2 separate regions of the Canis lupus genome follow, and region 1 is linked to region 2. Evidence: chromatin contacts called from public Hi-C data. All regions are on one chromosome and are shown on one strand. Each heading gives the region's core, a stretch centred on a gene start, on an enhancer-like site or on the middle of the called end of the contact. The rest is flanking DNA. Distances are from core to core; before and after follow the strand shown. Region 1 overlaps GLB1 (galactosidase beta 1). Region 2 overlaps GLB1 (galactosidase beta 1).

What was found. Hi-C and Micro-C count contacts between places; a contact is called where the count stands out from the background.
Region 1: a Hi-C map of blood shows a contact between it and region 2, with 2.3 times the contacts expected there. The contact joins two enhancer-like sites. A contact is called at or near these places in 2 of 9 Hi-C or Micro-C datasets (both in blood).

What each region holds. Positions count from the first base shown.
Region 1 is chr23:3,996,898-4,004,377 of UU_Cfam_GSD_1.0, reverse strand. The region is part of intron 15 of GLB1 (galactosidase beta 1); the gene reads right to left. It overlaps LOC119865339 (a long non-coding RNA gene), which reads left to right and starts at 4,928. Exons shown (of 3, transcript XR_005376803.1): 1 at 4,928-5,675. Within about 2 kb of position 1,582, at least 2 of the 20 cell types and tissues checked have an H3K27ac peak or open chromatin away from gene starts, as enhancers often do. A contact at or near this core is called in blood, where this site is marked.
Region 2 is chr23:3,956,613-3,964,131 of UU_Cfam_GSD_1.0, reverse strand. GLB1 (galactosidase beta 1) reads right to left here. Exons shown (of 16, transcript NM_001037641.1): 6 at 3,172-3,352; 7 at 500-558. Among named protein-coding and RNA genes, the nearest start is that of TMPPE, 32 kb to the right of the region's middle. Within about 2 kb of position 1,696, at least 2 of the 20 cell types and tissues checked have an H3K27ac peak or open chromatin away from gene starts, as enhancers often do. A contact at or near this core is called in blood, where this site is marked.

The sequences.
Region 1 (7,480 bases), core at 333-2,832, 40 kb before region 2:
AGATGTTAATTTGGGAGAAAGAAAAGAAAAAGAATTTTTTTAAAAAAAGGTAAAATAGGGAAGGGCTTGCTTAGATAAGATGATTAAAGAGATCTCACCACACTGCACTGCACAGAGAAAAAATTAATTCTCCCCTTGTTTTAGATCCAAAAGGGTCTACAGCTGATGTAAACCACCCTCCCTGCTTCCTCCTTGGTCTTGGAGTAATAAATAACTGTATGATCTCTCTGTATCTTATGACAGATCCAACTAGAATTAAAGCAATGAAAACATAAAACATTAGCATAAAAGATGAATCACTTCTTCCTTTTTTCAAATCCCACACATAAATTCCTTTCCTTCTGAGGCCCCAAAGTTCTAGCCCTGCTTGACCTTTTTAGGAGCACCTCATTTAACAGTGGGCATCATGCAGTCTCATGTATCTGGAACAAAGCTAAGAAATGGTGAGCAAAACCTGATTCCAGGCAGCCTTATATGTGTTACAAAATAACATGTGCTAAAAATTGCAAAGAGAACCACCCCCTTCAACTCAGAGCTTCTTTATACCTAATTTGTTTGTTACTAAAGTTTGTCACTAAATTTTTGTTACTAAATTCTTAAAACATTTTAAAATTTTATTTATTTATTTTTAAAGTAAGCTCTCTGCCCAATCTGGCGCTTGAACTCATGACCTCAAGATCAAGAGTTGCATGCTCTATAGACTGAGCCAGCCAGGCACCCTACCCTGTTTTGGTGCTAAATTAATATATATTGGTGGAAAGAAGTTTGATGATCTAGTTTCCAAGCTTATGGGACTTATGACTAGGAAACAATGAATTAGATGGAAATAGAATTTGTAGGAGGTAAAAATAACCATAAATTGAATTAGGCCAAAAAAAGTTTAAAAAGCAAATCAGATTCAGAATGAAAGCAGGGTCAGCTGTGCTAAGACTTGTGGCAGTTTGCAGAAATGGCTACAGTTCTCTGCAGCTCCCCCTGTCAAGAGACAGAATCTGTTCCTCTATCCCCTGAACCTGGCTGGTCTAGTGACTTGCTCTGGCCAAACAACATGGGAGAAGTGACTTGTGATTTCCGACTTGGGCCCTAAGAAGCCTCGCATGCTGGCATTCTTCCTTTGAACACTGCCAGGTGCCATATGAACGAGTCTGGGACAGCTTGCTGGATGATGAGAGAGACATGGCCCGATCTCCTCTGTCACCTCAGTGGACAGATAGCTAACATCCAGGAACGCAGCCTCCGTGCTGACCAGAAGGGCATGCCCAGCTGAGACCAGCAGCAGAATGGCCCTGTTTGCCAATACCTGCAGTGATGAGCTGAATGAATGGCTGTGACTTTAAACCACTAAGGTGTGATGGTTTGTTATACAGCAAAAGCTAACTGATACATATCAAGGTGCATTAGCATGCTACTTTTCAGTAAAGGAAATGATGTTTATAAACCCAATTTAAAAACCATAGAGTCATTTTCCAGTATTCAGTTCCTCTTTTACTAATCAGTCACCAGATCCTGTCAGTGCTGCCTAGTGGTGTGTGTGCCCCTCTCAGGGTGGTTGTAAATGACTCAGTAGGAGGACACACGTGAGCACCCAGCACAGTGACATGCAGTAAGCTCTCAATAAATGCAGCTGCTGGTGTTATTTCTCAAGGAGGAGCCCTTCCCGCCACCCCCATTGCTACACCAAAGTCCTAGCTTCATTCCTTTTCCAGGGGCCATGTCTCCAGCAGAAGAACAGATGTCAGGGCTAATGAGGAGGAAGAGGTCTGTTTTAGATGGAGCGAGTTGGAGATGCCTGTGAGAGTGCCAACGGCAGGCCCACACTGGTGGTTGGATGTGGGTCTCTGGGTCTCAAAAGTGCTTAGTTGGAGCTGGGAATTTGGTTGCTGGTACATCCATGAGGATCACATCCCCTGGAAGTGTGAGAAGGGAGTGCAGGATCAAGTCCTAGGACTGCAGCATAGAAGCTGACAGAGAAGCCTGGAAAGGAAACCCTGGAGGAATTTCACACAGAAGTTAGAAGAGTTTCCAGGAAGGGAGTGGTTACTCACGTCAGATGTTACTTGTCAAGATGTTAAGTAAGACGAGGCTTGAGAAATGGCTGGGGGACATATCAACATGTGGGTGCTGGTGGTGTTGGTGAGAACAGCTTTGGAGGAGCGTGGGAGCAGAAGGTAGTTCCTCCCCCATGGCAATCCACTCGGAGTTAGTCCTACCGGCTGAGTCCTTTCCCAACAGCTCCAAACCTGGGACAGGTACCTCACCTCTGCATTCCCATTACAAGCACTGAATATATATGCTCTTTTTTTTTTTTTTTTTTAAAGATTGTATGTAGGGGATCCCTGGGTGGCTCAGTAGTTTAGTGCTGCCTTCAGCCCAGGGCATGATCCTGGAGACCCAGGATCGAGTCCCACATGGGGCTGCCTGCATGGAGCCTGCTTCTCCCTCTGCCTGTGTCTCTGCCTCTCTCTGTGTGTCGCTCATGAATAAATAAATAAAATCATAAAAAAATAAATATTGTATGTATGTATGTATTTAGAGGGAGCGTGAGCAGAGGGAGGGGCAGAGGGAGAGAGAGAATCTCAAGTAGACTCTGCACTGAGTGTGGGGCTCATTCTTACAACCCTGAGATCATAACCTGAGCCAAAATCAAGAGTCCAATGCTTAACTGAATGAGCCATCCCAGTGCCCCTGAATACATACTTTTAACTTGCATTGCAGCCCACCTCCCAATTTGTACAGGCTTCTATGTATAGACTCAAGACCCACAGGTCGTCTATAGGATGGCCATTAGGTCTGGCAACATAGAGGAAATTATTCCACTGCACTGAATGTAGCTTTACTTATTTATTTATTTTTGCTAAGTGCCAGACTTGATGGCCATTTCCTTTTCGATGATTAGAAAGTACTTGAGGCTGAACATGTCTAAAACAGAGCTTCTGATCCCCACCAGCACCCCGCCTGCCCTGCTCCAGCCTTCCTACCTCAGACACTCACCCCTCCCATTACATGTAGCCTCAAACTCTGGGGTCCTCCTTGATTGCTTTCTCTGGAACACCTTACAGGATGTTCAGCAAACTTTGCCTTTTCTTTTTGTTTTCTTTCTTTTCTTTTCTTTCTTTCTTTTAAGATTTTATTTATTTGAGAAACAGTGAGAGAGATAGAAGGAACAGGGGGAGAGGCAGAGGGAAAGGGAAAAGCAGACTCCCGGCTGAGCAGGGAACCTGGTGTGGGGCTTGATCCCACTGGGATCATAACCTGAGATGAAGGCAGATGCTTAACTAATTGAGTCACCCAGGCACCCTGCCTTTCCCCCCCCGCCCCCCCCCCCCAGTTTGAATCTTGCACTTCACTTCATTAGTACCCAAGCAGTTTCTTTTTTTTTTTTTTTTTCCCAAGCAGTTTCTTCTAGGATTGCTACAATAGCTTCCCACCAGGAATTCCTGAATCAAGTCTTGCCCTCCTATAATCCATTCCCACTGAGAAGTGAGCTTTTTTTTTTTTTTTTAAGATTTTATTTATTTATTCATGAGAAACACACACAGAGAGAGAGGCAAAGACACAGGCAGAGGGAGAAGCAGGCTCCATGCAGGGAGCCCGACATGGGACTCGATCCCCGGTCTCCAGGATCATGCCCTGGGTTGAAGACGCCACTAAACCGCTGAGCCACCCAGGCTGCCCGAGAAGTGAGCTTTTAAAGTCAGCTCTTTCATTGCTTACTAGCCACCATTGGAGTGAGAAGCCAAATTCACCAGCCCTGACTTGGCCATCCCTTTCGCTAGCCCCTCTTCTCCCACACTCCCCCCATCACACATGGGATTTTTCTCTTTGTGGGCCTTTGCACTTGCTGCTCCCTGGCTCTGGAACAAGAGTTCTTCCTCTAGCTCCTCACATGGGTGACTGAGCACCATACTTCAGTTCTCAATGGTCACTTTCTCCTAGAGGCACCCTTGACCACTCCTTAGGTGATGGTTTCAAAATATGGCCATTCTTAACACTTCTCCCTTCAAAGGGCAGAATCTAATTCCTATCCCCAAAACAGGGACTGGACTCAATGACTCTCTTTTAACTAACTGAATGTGATGAATACTATGTGAGTTTCAAGGCTAGGTTATAAAAAAGGGTGATTTCTGCCTCTTTCTCTTTCCTGGATGGCTCCGTCTGGGAAAGCCAGTCGCCGCCATGTCATGAGGACACTCAAGCAACCTATGGAGAGGCCTGTGTAGAGAAGAACTAAGGCCTCCAGGCAACAGCCAGCACCAACCTGGCAGCCATGGGAGTGAGGCACCTTGGAAGTGGGTCTTCCTGAGCTAGTCAAGCCTTCAGACGCTGTAACCCTGTCTGACAGCTTGACTAGAACTTCACGAGAGAGCCTGCTCCAAAACCACCAGGCCAAGCTGGTCCCAAATCCCTGATCCACAGAAACTGTGAACTTAATAAGTGCTTATCATAGTTTTAAGCCACTAAATTTTAGGGTAAAATTTGTTACACAGCAATCGGTAACTATTATACCATATACCATAGCAACATCTTCACCTCTGTACCTTACTTCACATCACATCATCACATTTAATTTCTTCCTACTTGTTACCAATATCTGAAATTATAGCATTCAATTTTTTAATTTATTTTGATTGATTGATTGATTTATTATTTTTTTTAATTTTTAAATAAATGCTCAACCACTGAGCCACCCAGGCGTCCCGTGAATTTATTTTTAATTCAAATTATAGCATTTAATTATGAAGTCTTTCCCCGTAGCAATGCCCATGCCTATCCTGCTCACATGGTGAATGAAACCACCTTTCCAATTGTACTTTCTACCACTCCCTTCCTGACTCCTTCTGGGATGTTATCTATGACACCAAGCGATTCTCTGGATACCAGCTGCAGGTCCAACAATTCAATTATGACATCATCTACCTAGAGCTGGGATCAGATCCCATAAGACTGCCCTTACTTCAGATGCCAGTTGCAAGTCTGGGGCACCTATACTTCTGAACTACCAGCTACAACTTGGGGGTTCCTGTAACCACCTCCTTGGGTTCAATAATTTGCTAGAATGGTACACAGAACTCAGGAAAGCATTTTACTTACATTTACCCTCTTCAGGTGTACCTTCCATCACCTGAATTTGTTCACTCACCCAGAAGTTCTAGAGTTTTTACAAAGCTCCATCTCCAGCCCCCACTCCCTACCCCAAGAAGTCAGAAGTTAGGGGGTGGAGCTGAAGAGTTGCAATCCTTTAACTACTTGGTGTTTCTGGTGACCAGGCCCCACTGGCACTAGAAAGAACAAATGATGAGGGTGCTGGAAATTTCAAAAGCAAGACACAGAAATAATTTTAATTTATGAAGGGATTTCTGCCAGCCCTTTGTTAGAAATTCTTTTCTTTCATGATTTTTTTTACATCTTGAAAGAAGGAATTTTTTTTCCTTTAAAAAATAAAATTACTTTTAGTCAGTATTCTATTTTGCTTCTTAGCTTTCAAAGAATAATTCTGGTTGAGGAGAGTGGGACATTACTCCAGCCCTCTCCTCATCATGCTCTGTTATGCACCCAACCCTACCACGAGTGGCCAACACATGCGGGAAGGCAGTGGATATTGATACGAGACTTATGTGCACCATATGGAAGAGAGATAAAGAACACAAATCCACTGCATTGGCAGAACATTTAAGGTATGGCACACATGACACAGCTAGAACTCCGCCTATCTGAGGGAGCTTGTGGGCAGATAAGAGTTCTGTGCAGACAAAATGCTGGCCTGTGTCTCTTGGAAAGAGCAAAATTTATGCCTGACCACTTCCCACTGAAATCCCAGTTTGATGGTTGGGCATTTAACCAGAAAGCCACATCCTAATCAGAAGTGATTTCCTTAATCTCATGAATCACCCTTATCAGTGACTTTGTTCACTAAATCAAGGCAGTCTCTATCAAACTGAAGAGCACCAGCGCAGAGGCTGGCACAGGGCCACGGAGGAGGGTGCAGGAGGGTCAGTGTGTCCAGAGGCAGGGTCTTAGGAATGGCTCCAGCTTCAGATGTCATTCTGTCCAACCCTACCCCTATCCCTCCACCTGCCAAAGTGCTCATTCTCCCAAAAGTCAGAACTCAGTGCTCTGTGGAGGATGAGTTCTCTTCGTTCCACATCTGCTGATTATTCAGAACCTCAGGAGCTGGCCTAGGTCTGTCCTCATTAACAGGGACCACAGTTGACCAGAAAATAATAGAAAACAGTATGCACTGTTTTATGTGTATGTCCTCTGACCTTCGGACCCATGCAACCCAGGTCTACAAATCCCGTGGATAGGCCCTCTTGTCTGCTTTATTGAGAAATACTTCACACACCATACAATTCACTCAAGTGTACAATTCAGTGGCTGTGAGAACACTATGGAGCTTTGCAACCATTACTGCAGTCAATTTTAGAATATCTTCATCACTCCAAACAGAAACCCTGCAGCCTTTAGTATTCATTCCCTATCCTCCCTCCCAACCTGCTCCTTTCCCTACTCTAGGCAACCACTGATTTTTCTGTGTCTATAGATTTGACTATTCTGGACATTTCATATAAATGGAATCTTCCACATGTTTGGTTTGTGATTGGTTCCTTTCATTTAACACACTTTCCAGGTTCATCCAGTTGTAACATATATAACTACTTCATTTCTTTTTACTGCCAAATAACTTTCCTTTACTATATATTAATAAACATTTTGTTTATTCATTCATCAGTGGATGGACATTTGAGCTTTTCCACCTTCTCGTTGATTTTGGATAATTTTGGATAATGTTGCTGTGAACATCTGTGTACTAGTTTTTGAGTGGACATGTGCATTAGATGGGCTTTTGGGGTTCTAAGCCTTCTGACATATTTGTAAATGGCGCATGTCTATGGACCTTCCAAACATGAAGGTGTAGAACACCCATCAAATTGACAAAATTGGTGCAGAGCCCCCGTCTGCACAAGTTCCTCATCGGCCTTGCAGGTCCTGCACCTTGCTGCCTGCCCTTCCACGTGGGCCTGCAAATTGGGCAGATGTGGGGCTCAGGGAGCGGTTCCACCACCTACTTCTGCTCCTCATGCAAGGTCCTTACATCTCTTGACCTGCTCACCTGCAAACTAGAAGTAATAACAGGACATCCCACTCCACCTGCTCTTTTGGTAATTACAGAGGTAGTGTCCTAAAGTGTTGAGCACAACGCCTGGGTCAGGCACTCTTGGGTGTGACACCTTTATGACCCTGGCCAAGGTGAAACCCCTCAGACTTCCAAAGATGTCTCATGCTTTTCCATTTCTGCACCTTTGCATCTATCATTCTTCCACTTGAGATTCCCTCCCTGAAAAACTCCCTCTGACTCTGGGGAAGGGCTGTCCACCTGTCAGGTCTGCTTCACTTGAGCCACCCCACTCTTTCATCAGGTTGTCTTTCTGCTTTGCATCTCCTGAAAGTTCTTTCTCTGAAAGCACTAAACTGATGCCGC
Region 2 (7,519 bases), core at 447-2,946:
CTGCCTGTCAGAAATGCAGAACCTCAGGCCCCACCTTGGGCCTCGTAGGTCATAGTCTGCATTTTACCAAGATTCCCGTGGGATTCATAAGTGCAATAAAGATGGATAAGCTCTGTCACAAGGAGCTCTCAAGAAACACAGTGCTGAGCTCAGATCCTGGCACTGCTACTCACCAGCTGTGCCACCCTGGGTCAGTGACACATTCTCTGAGCCTTGGCGAAAATGGAGTCAATGATACTACCTGTGAGAGTTACCATCAAGACCAAAGGGGATGAAGCATGCAAGAGCACAGCCTGATTCATGGCAGGACTGTCACATTTGTCCCCATCTGTTCCACTCCAGCACAGGGCCGCAGTTTCCAGTAAGAGCATGGCTGTGTACAGAGGGCAATGCGCCCGCAATCCCATCAGCTGCTGACCCCACGGCTAGAAAAAGTAAGGACCTACCCCCTTAGTGCAAACAACCACACCTCAACCCACACTTCACCCCCAATTCTCACCAATGGTCCTTTGGGCTCACTCTTTCTCTGGATTTGGAAAGCAGCAGTGATGTTGGCACCTGGAAATTATGAGAGTGAGAAGAAAGGTCAGTCATGGGAATGATAAGAAGTAGAAGGAGTTCATAGATCTTCAGCCTGAAGCCCCACCTTCCTCCACATGCCCGTGGGGACACCTCTGAGCCAGCTGTCGGCTGCACCCTGGCCAGCCATCTGACGATGCATGGGGGCCATGGAGCACTGCTTCCTCCCTGAGCCATCTTCCTGGCCTCTCCTGACTGCACTGCCTCTGGAGATCATGTCATAGGCTTGGCTCCACCAAGTTTCCCCACGGCCTGGACATGTGTTTTGTGTTCTCTTTTCACATGGACATTGGAGCTAGATGTTCCCTATAGGACGGGTTTGCTTTGAAGACACTTCTTTGCAGCCTGGGCCGCACCACATGCACAATACTGCCCAGTAATTAACAAAGCAAAGGGAAGGACATGGTCTAATGGTGTTGACACCTCAATAACAGCATATACTCTGATTTTGAATTTGTACATCATGAGCCATTCCAGGCTATGTGCCCTTTTTAAATAGTCATCAGGACGCCTGTGTGTGGGCTTGCTCCTGGTATCTTCTTTCTCCCCCTTCCCTTTCTAAAGGGGATGAACCTCTCCTCTCCTTCAGTGACAGAGCAACCATGGGTAGCGTTTCTCTGACCAGGGCAGGAGAGACCCTGGCCCCAAGCTTCACGATCCACTTCCCACAACAGGTACCCAGAGTGGAAATGATAGCAGCCAAGACCCCAAATAACCCCTTGCTCTCTGTAAGCCCAGATTTCAAGAGAGAACATGCTCATCAGGAGTGGAATCTCATTTATTTCATGGCTGTAAATGTCTCACTATTAAGCATCAGGTGGCATTCAGATCTCTCACCTCTGTTCTCATGGGCTTCCTCCCGTGACCTGACCCTGGGCACTGCCTCCCTCCCACATACATGAATGAAGCTGCCATGAGCCCCACCTGCCTCGAGTACATGGGCCTTCTAGAGCTCTATCCTTCAAGCCAGTGCTGTAGCCACTGTGCAATCACCCCACACTCACATAGTGCTGACAACAAACTCAGAATAACCTTCACAATGTTTCTCCCAACCAAAAAATACTGTGCTTCTTCATCACTGTGATGGGAAGCGTGCCAAAGCAGGAGGAAACCAGCATGCCACTTCCTTTGCTGCTCTTTGTAGACAAGTTATTTCATCACCTAATGCTCTCAGCAATGCACTATGTTTCTAGAAACACTCCATTCACTTAAATCCAGTTCTCTTCTTTTTTGCCAATGTAGAGGAATCTCTTTAAAAATGCAACTTCATGGGGTACCTGGGTAGCTCAGTTGGCTAAGCGTCTGCCTTTGGCTCAGGTCATGATTCCAGGGCCTGGGATCGAGTCCCACATTGGGCTCCCTGCTCTGCAGGGAGCCTGCTTCTCCCTCTCCCGCTCCCTCTCCTGCTTCCCCTTGCTTGTGCTCGCTCGCTCTCTGGCAAATAAATGAATAAAATCCTTAAAAAACATAAATAAAAATGCAACTTCAGTTCTAGGTACATCCTCCTCAAGAAAAAGCCACTATTGGGTGTGCAATGTGGGTGGAGTGTCTCATACCTCAGCCAGGAAGGCATTGGGGTCTTTATGCTACTTGAAGAGTTAACATTTATTTTGAAATAATTTCAAACTTATAGAAGAGTTGTGAGAATAGGACAAAGAACTCATGCTCCTAAAAACCAAGATTCCCAAATTGTTAATATTATGCTATATTTGCTTTATCAGGTTCTCTCTCTGAATACACTTATTTTTTTCTGAACCATTTATGAGTAAGTTGCAGACATGATGACCCCTAAATATTCCAGTGCACATTCCCTATGTTTAAACAAACACAATTATATATTAAAAAAAAAAACAGGAAATTAACATGGATACAATCCTATTACATAATCTACAGAATTGATTTAAAAAATTCTATTGTCCCAATAATGTCCTTCATAGCATGGAAAGGTAGAAAGCAAGCAAAAAAGTCCAATCTAGGATCCTTTACAGGAGCACATGCTGCCTGTAGGCATCATGTCCTTTATGAAAGCTGCTCTCAAAACATTTGTTACAGCTGGGAGCTTCCTGGCCATGCTGTCCACCCCCAGAACTTGTATGTGTGGAGCCTCTGCAGCATACACAGCACTAACCAGTCAGGGAAGACAACTTATGTGGCACCTACCAAACCACCTGCAGGCCGTCACGGTTCACAGTGTTGAGTTCCACAGAAAGAGAACGGAAGTGTAGGGAAGTTCCCTGCACTCCAGGACGGACAGGTCCACACTACCCGGCCAGCAGGTGACCTGAGGTGACAGCCCTGAAAGGCAACTGCTTCAGGCAGAGCTCCTGGCACCAGCCCTAGGAGACAGGGCTCCAGGCGAGCTCACCAGCGCTAAGAATGGAGCTCTTGCCTTAAAGGGTAGATCAGCTTAAATAAAATCACCTGTGCAGTGGAAGAGCACTTTATTCATGATTCCACTTTGTTACTTGGTAAAGTTTGAGAAATCTTGTTCAATTTACCCCCTTAAAACCCAGCTGCCCAGAGCGATTGACGGAGTTACCTGCCCATGTCTGCATGGCCTGAGTGGGGTTTTCTGTGATCACAAACACCAACCTGGTCCAAAGTCCACTGTGGCATAGAGGCCCTGCAGAGCCCCGCACTGCAGAAACTTTTCATTTGCCCCATCAGTGGTGAACAGAAGTACATCATTGCCCAGGTGGTGGTGGAAGAGCTTCTGCAGGAAACGCAGGTAGTCATAATCGCAGGTAAAGTAGCTGCCATATTCATTTTCAACCTGCAAATTAAAAAAGAGACAGGGAGATCAGGAGGGCCCAATATACTCATTCTCATGCAAGCTTTTGTTTGCAGACAATACCTGAGCATCTGTGGGACAAGGCCCAAAGATTGCCAAAAATATTTCCTACACTTGATCCTCAAGGCTCATTTTTCAAAGAGCAACTCAGCATAAAAATTTACTTTCTACTACTTCCCGCTCCACCAAAGTAAGGAAAATCAAAACCCACCATGTCACCTTTGGGTTGCAATCTGTACTGAATCATAGATACTTTAAATGTCATGTAAATAAGAACTTCCCATGGTAAGATATTAGAAAATGGGGGGAAATGCAAAGAAAATAGGAAAATCGTGTGTTAATTCTATTACCCAGAAATAAGTGCTGTAAGCATTCTGGCTTAGTCTTTTTTTTTTTTTTTTAAGATTTTACTTATTTATTTGAGAGAGAGAGAGAGAGAGAGAGAATGAGAGAGAGCATGAGAAGGAGAAGCAGACTCCCCCTCCCCTGCCCGGGGAAGGAGCCAGATCCCAGGGCCCAATCCCAGGACCCTGAGATCATGACCTGAGCCAAAGGCAGACACTTAACCCACTGACCCACCCAGGTGCCCTCTGGCTTAGTCTTCCAGATTTACACACATACATACATTCTAAAGTCATTGTTCTCTGTTCTCAAAACTGGTATCATATTACTTGCACCAGGTATAGCATTAGTTTTGCACCTTGACACATTATGCAAAATGTCCACGGGAACAACGAGGGCAAATGCTGGATAAAGATTTACCATCATTTACTGATCTACTGTCAAACAGGGCGTTTCTCCTTTTGTACTTGATCACCAGTGTTCAGTCTGTGTTCAATAGCATCAGTGGTTTTCAACCAGGGGTTATTTTTCCCCCCAGGGAACGTATGACAATGTCTGCGGATATTTTTGGTTGTCACAACCCCGGGCGGGGAGGGTGGGGAGGGTGTGCTGCTGGCACCCTAGTGGGTAGAGGGGCCAAGGGATGCTTCTAAACATCCTATTTGTCAGCCTCCACAACAAAGAATTATGGCAAAAGTCCTGAGGGTGGGAGACTGCTCTGAGGCATGCATTCTTTTTTTTTTTTTTTTTTTTTTTTTTTTTTTTTTTTTTTTGAGGCATGCATTCTTGATGGGGGAGGACAGCAGGCCCAAGGAAGTGAAAATTGATTCTCTCTATTTTTTAAAGATTTTATTTATTTCTTCATTTGAGACACAAAGAGAGGCAGACACAGGCAGAGGGAGAAGCAGGCTCCATGCAGGGAGCCCAATGCGGGACTCAGTCCCAGGACCCCGGGATCACAACCCGAGCCAAAGGCAGACGCTCAACCGCTGAGACACCCAGGTGCCACAAAATGGATTCTTACAGGAGAAAAGAATAGCTTACTCTTTTTTATCTGTAAAGCAGAGACATACAGTAGGTGGGAGGTATCAAAATTTCGTGGGAAGACAGAAGAAAATGTCTAAAGAGGCTCTTTAGGGGTAACAATGAAATAGAGGTTAAGGAACATTCCTCTAATGCAACAAAACAAGGGACCTTCAACTCTACCTAATACATCAAGGAATCTCAGAGGTATAACATTGAGAGAAGGAAGCACTGCATTGAGAAATACAGCCAATGTTTCCCCCCATAGAAAATTCACAATAGTCACAACCAAACTATAAAGTCTGGGTACATTTACAGGTAGTAAAAATATAAACAAAATCAAGAAACGGCCACAAAGGTCAGGACAGTGGGAAGAAGTCATGAAGGACACCTGGGAAACTTCCTGGGTTCTGGTCACATGCTATTTCCTATCTCACTTGGATGGTGGTCACGTGGGTGTTGTTATCCTAATGCATCATTATACTACACCTTTGTGTTATACTTCACAATCTTACAAAAATGAAAAAAAAAAAAAAAAAAAAAAGCCCGGCCATAAAACTTCAACCTGCACATAATGCAAAATAAATTTTTCTGATCCTGGGGATCCAAAGTCATTAAACATAAGTACAAGAAATCATGAGCCACCCGCCCCCACGATCCCCACCCCCACCAAAAGAGGCACCTGGCCTGATGGTGACTGGGGGAGATGAGTGAGGAAGCTTCCTTGGAGGGGCTGCTCAAGGTAGCTCTAGAAGGAAAGGAAATGATTCAGGGAAGAGGACAGGCAGAGAGGACTCCTGCAACAGGTGGCCTGTTTCTCCTAAATGGCCAGTAGCTTTGTGTGGCCTGTGGACAGTCGGGGAACAGGCATGGGGCAGTGAAAGATGGAGATGAGCTAACTGCCACCATCATTCTCTGCATAGTACTGCTGCCCAAATAGTTTAATGAATGATGGTTTTCCCGGAGAGAGGGGATCCCTTTGATAATACTTTCATGTTACAGGTTCAAGAAGCAAAACAGACGGTAGCGAGTATGCCCAGCACCAAGAGCTTCACTGGGCATGAAACCACCTTGAAAAAGGAGCAGACTTTCTTACACTCACACAGAGCACAAAACTTCCCTGGAGCAACTGCTCCTGACACTTTGATTGGTCCCACAGGGGTCGCTGTGGGAATGATTGGAAGCAATGCTAAGAAAAGCTTTGCAAATACCGGCAAGATACTTTCCTCCTCATTTTCTTTTTTTCCCTTCTTTTCATAAGATCTACTTAAATGGCCATGTGTTCCTTTGTCATTTGGCCATCCAGAAGTTCAGAGCTAGTTCCAGGGCCAGTTCTAGCAAGTAGGTGGGCCTGGAGCCTCTGATCCTTGTGTTCCTTTCTGCCTACCACCACATCCCAACCCAAAGCTCATTTAGGGTCACTGATTTTTTTTGAGTTAACTACCCATTATCAGGATTATTATTACTACCCATTATCATGATTGTACCTTAAAATATACAGGCTTGCAATAAATGCATAAACACAATTGGGCTAGGTTTTTAGAAAAAAAGGTCCACATTTGCACGGCAGCTCAGAGCTGTGGTCACGGGCACAGGCTTCGGAAGCCCAACTGTCCACATGCAAGTGCCAGCTCTGCATTTCTCAACCATGGGGCTCCACCTATGAAACAGCTCCATCTGTGGGAGGCCCATGAGCTGCCCTCATTGGGCTGTTATGAGGATTAACTGAGTCAACCTGTGAATCCCTAGCACCCAGTAAGTGCCCAAAAGCTAGCAACTCAGAACACACTCACATTCTATGTTCAAGTCAGTTAGAGAGAAACAGAGGTGGTGCATAGACAGGGAAGGTGAGAGGAACAACACACAGATGAGAGCTTGGAGGACTCACAGACAAAGGCATAGTGAGATTCAGAGGAATGCTTGATTTTTCTAGAGTAAGGGGGGTCAGTCAACCTTTTCAGTAAAGGACCACAGAGTAAATATTTTAAGCTTTGTGGCCACATGTCTCTCTGCACTGCTGAACTCTGCTACTGATGTGCAAAAGCAGCCACAGATCACACATGAACGGCTGGACATGGCTAGGTGCCAACATCCCTTTATTTACAAAAACAGGCCGTTGGGGCACCTGGGTGGCTCAGTGGTTGAGCATCTACCTTCAGCTCACGGTGTGATCCTGGCATCCCCACAGGGAGCCTGCTTCTCCCTCTACGTCTCTGCCTCTCTCTGTGTGTCTCTCATGAACAAACAAATAAAATATTTAAAACAAAAAACAAAAAAACAGGCCGTCATGGGTCCTTGTTATAGAGTCACCATCCCATCCTGTAAGCTCCTTAATGAAGCAACAAGGCACTGTGGACTTTTAAAGTTGGTGATCTCACACAACATCAGGTAGAAGCAGGGCTGTTACCTCATGACAAATACCCTATAAATTGGATGAAGCAAAGTTGTGGGTGAAAGGTCCCCTCTTCTAATTATTGTCACCTTGGATATTAATAGGCATTTGTGGCTTTCCTTATTTTAGGTGTGGTCTTGGTAAAAATGGAGATAAATATCCACATAGGCAAAACAGCTTAGGTGGTGCTGGTTTAGCTAATCCTTCCAGAAGAGAAGACTTGCATATATGGCTGAATCACGGTCCAGGCTGGGCTCTCTGCACCTCTAAGATAGCAATCTCATTGGTACCCTGCCTGTGGACACATGGGCAGAGTCTCTTCAAACTCTCCAGGCACCCAGACAGAGCACCAACACTGTGAACAGAGTAAAGCCATCACTTAAATGAAGTGA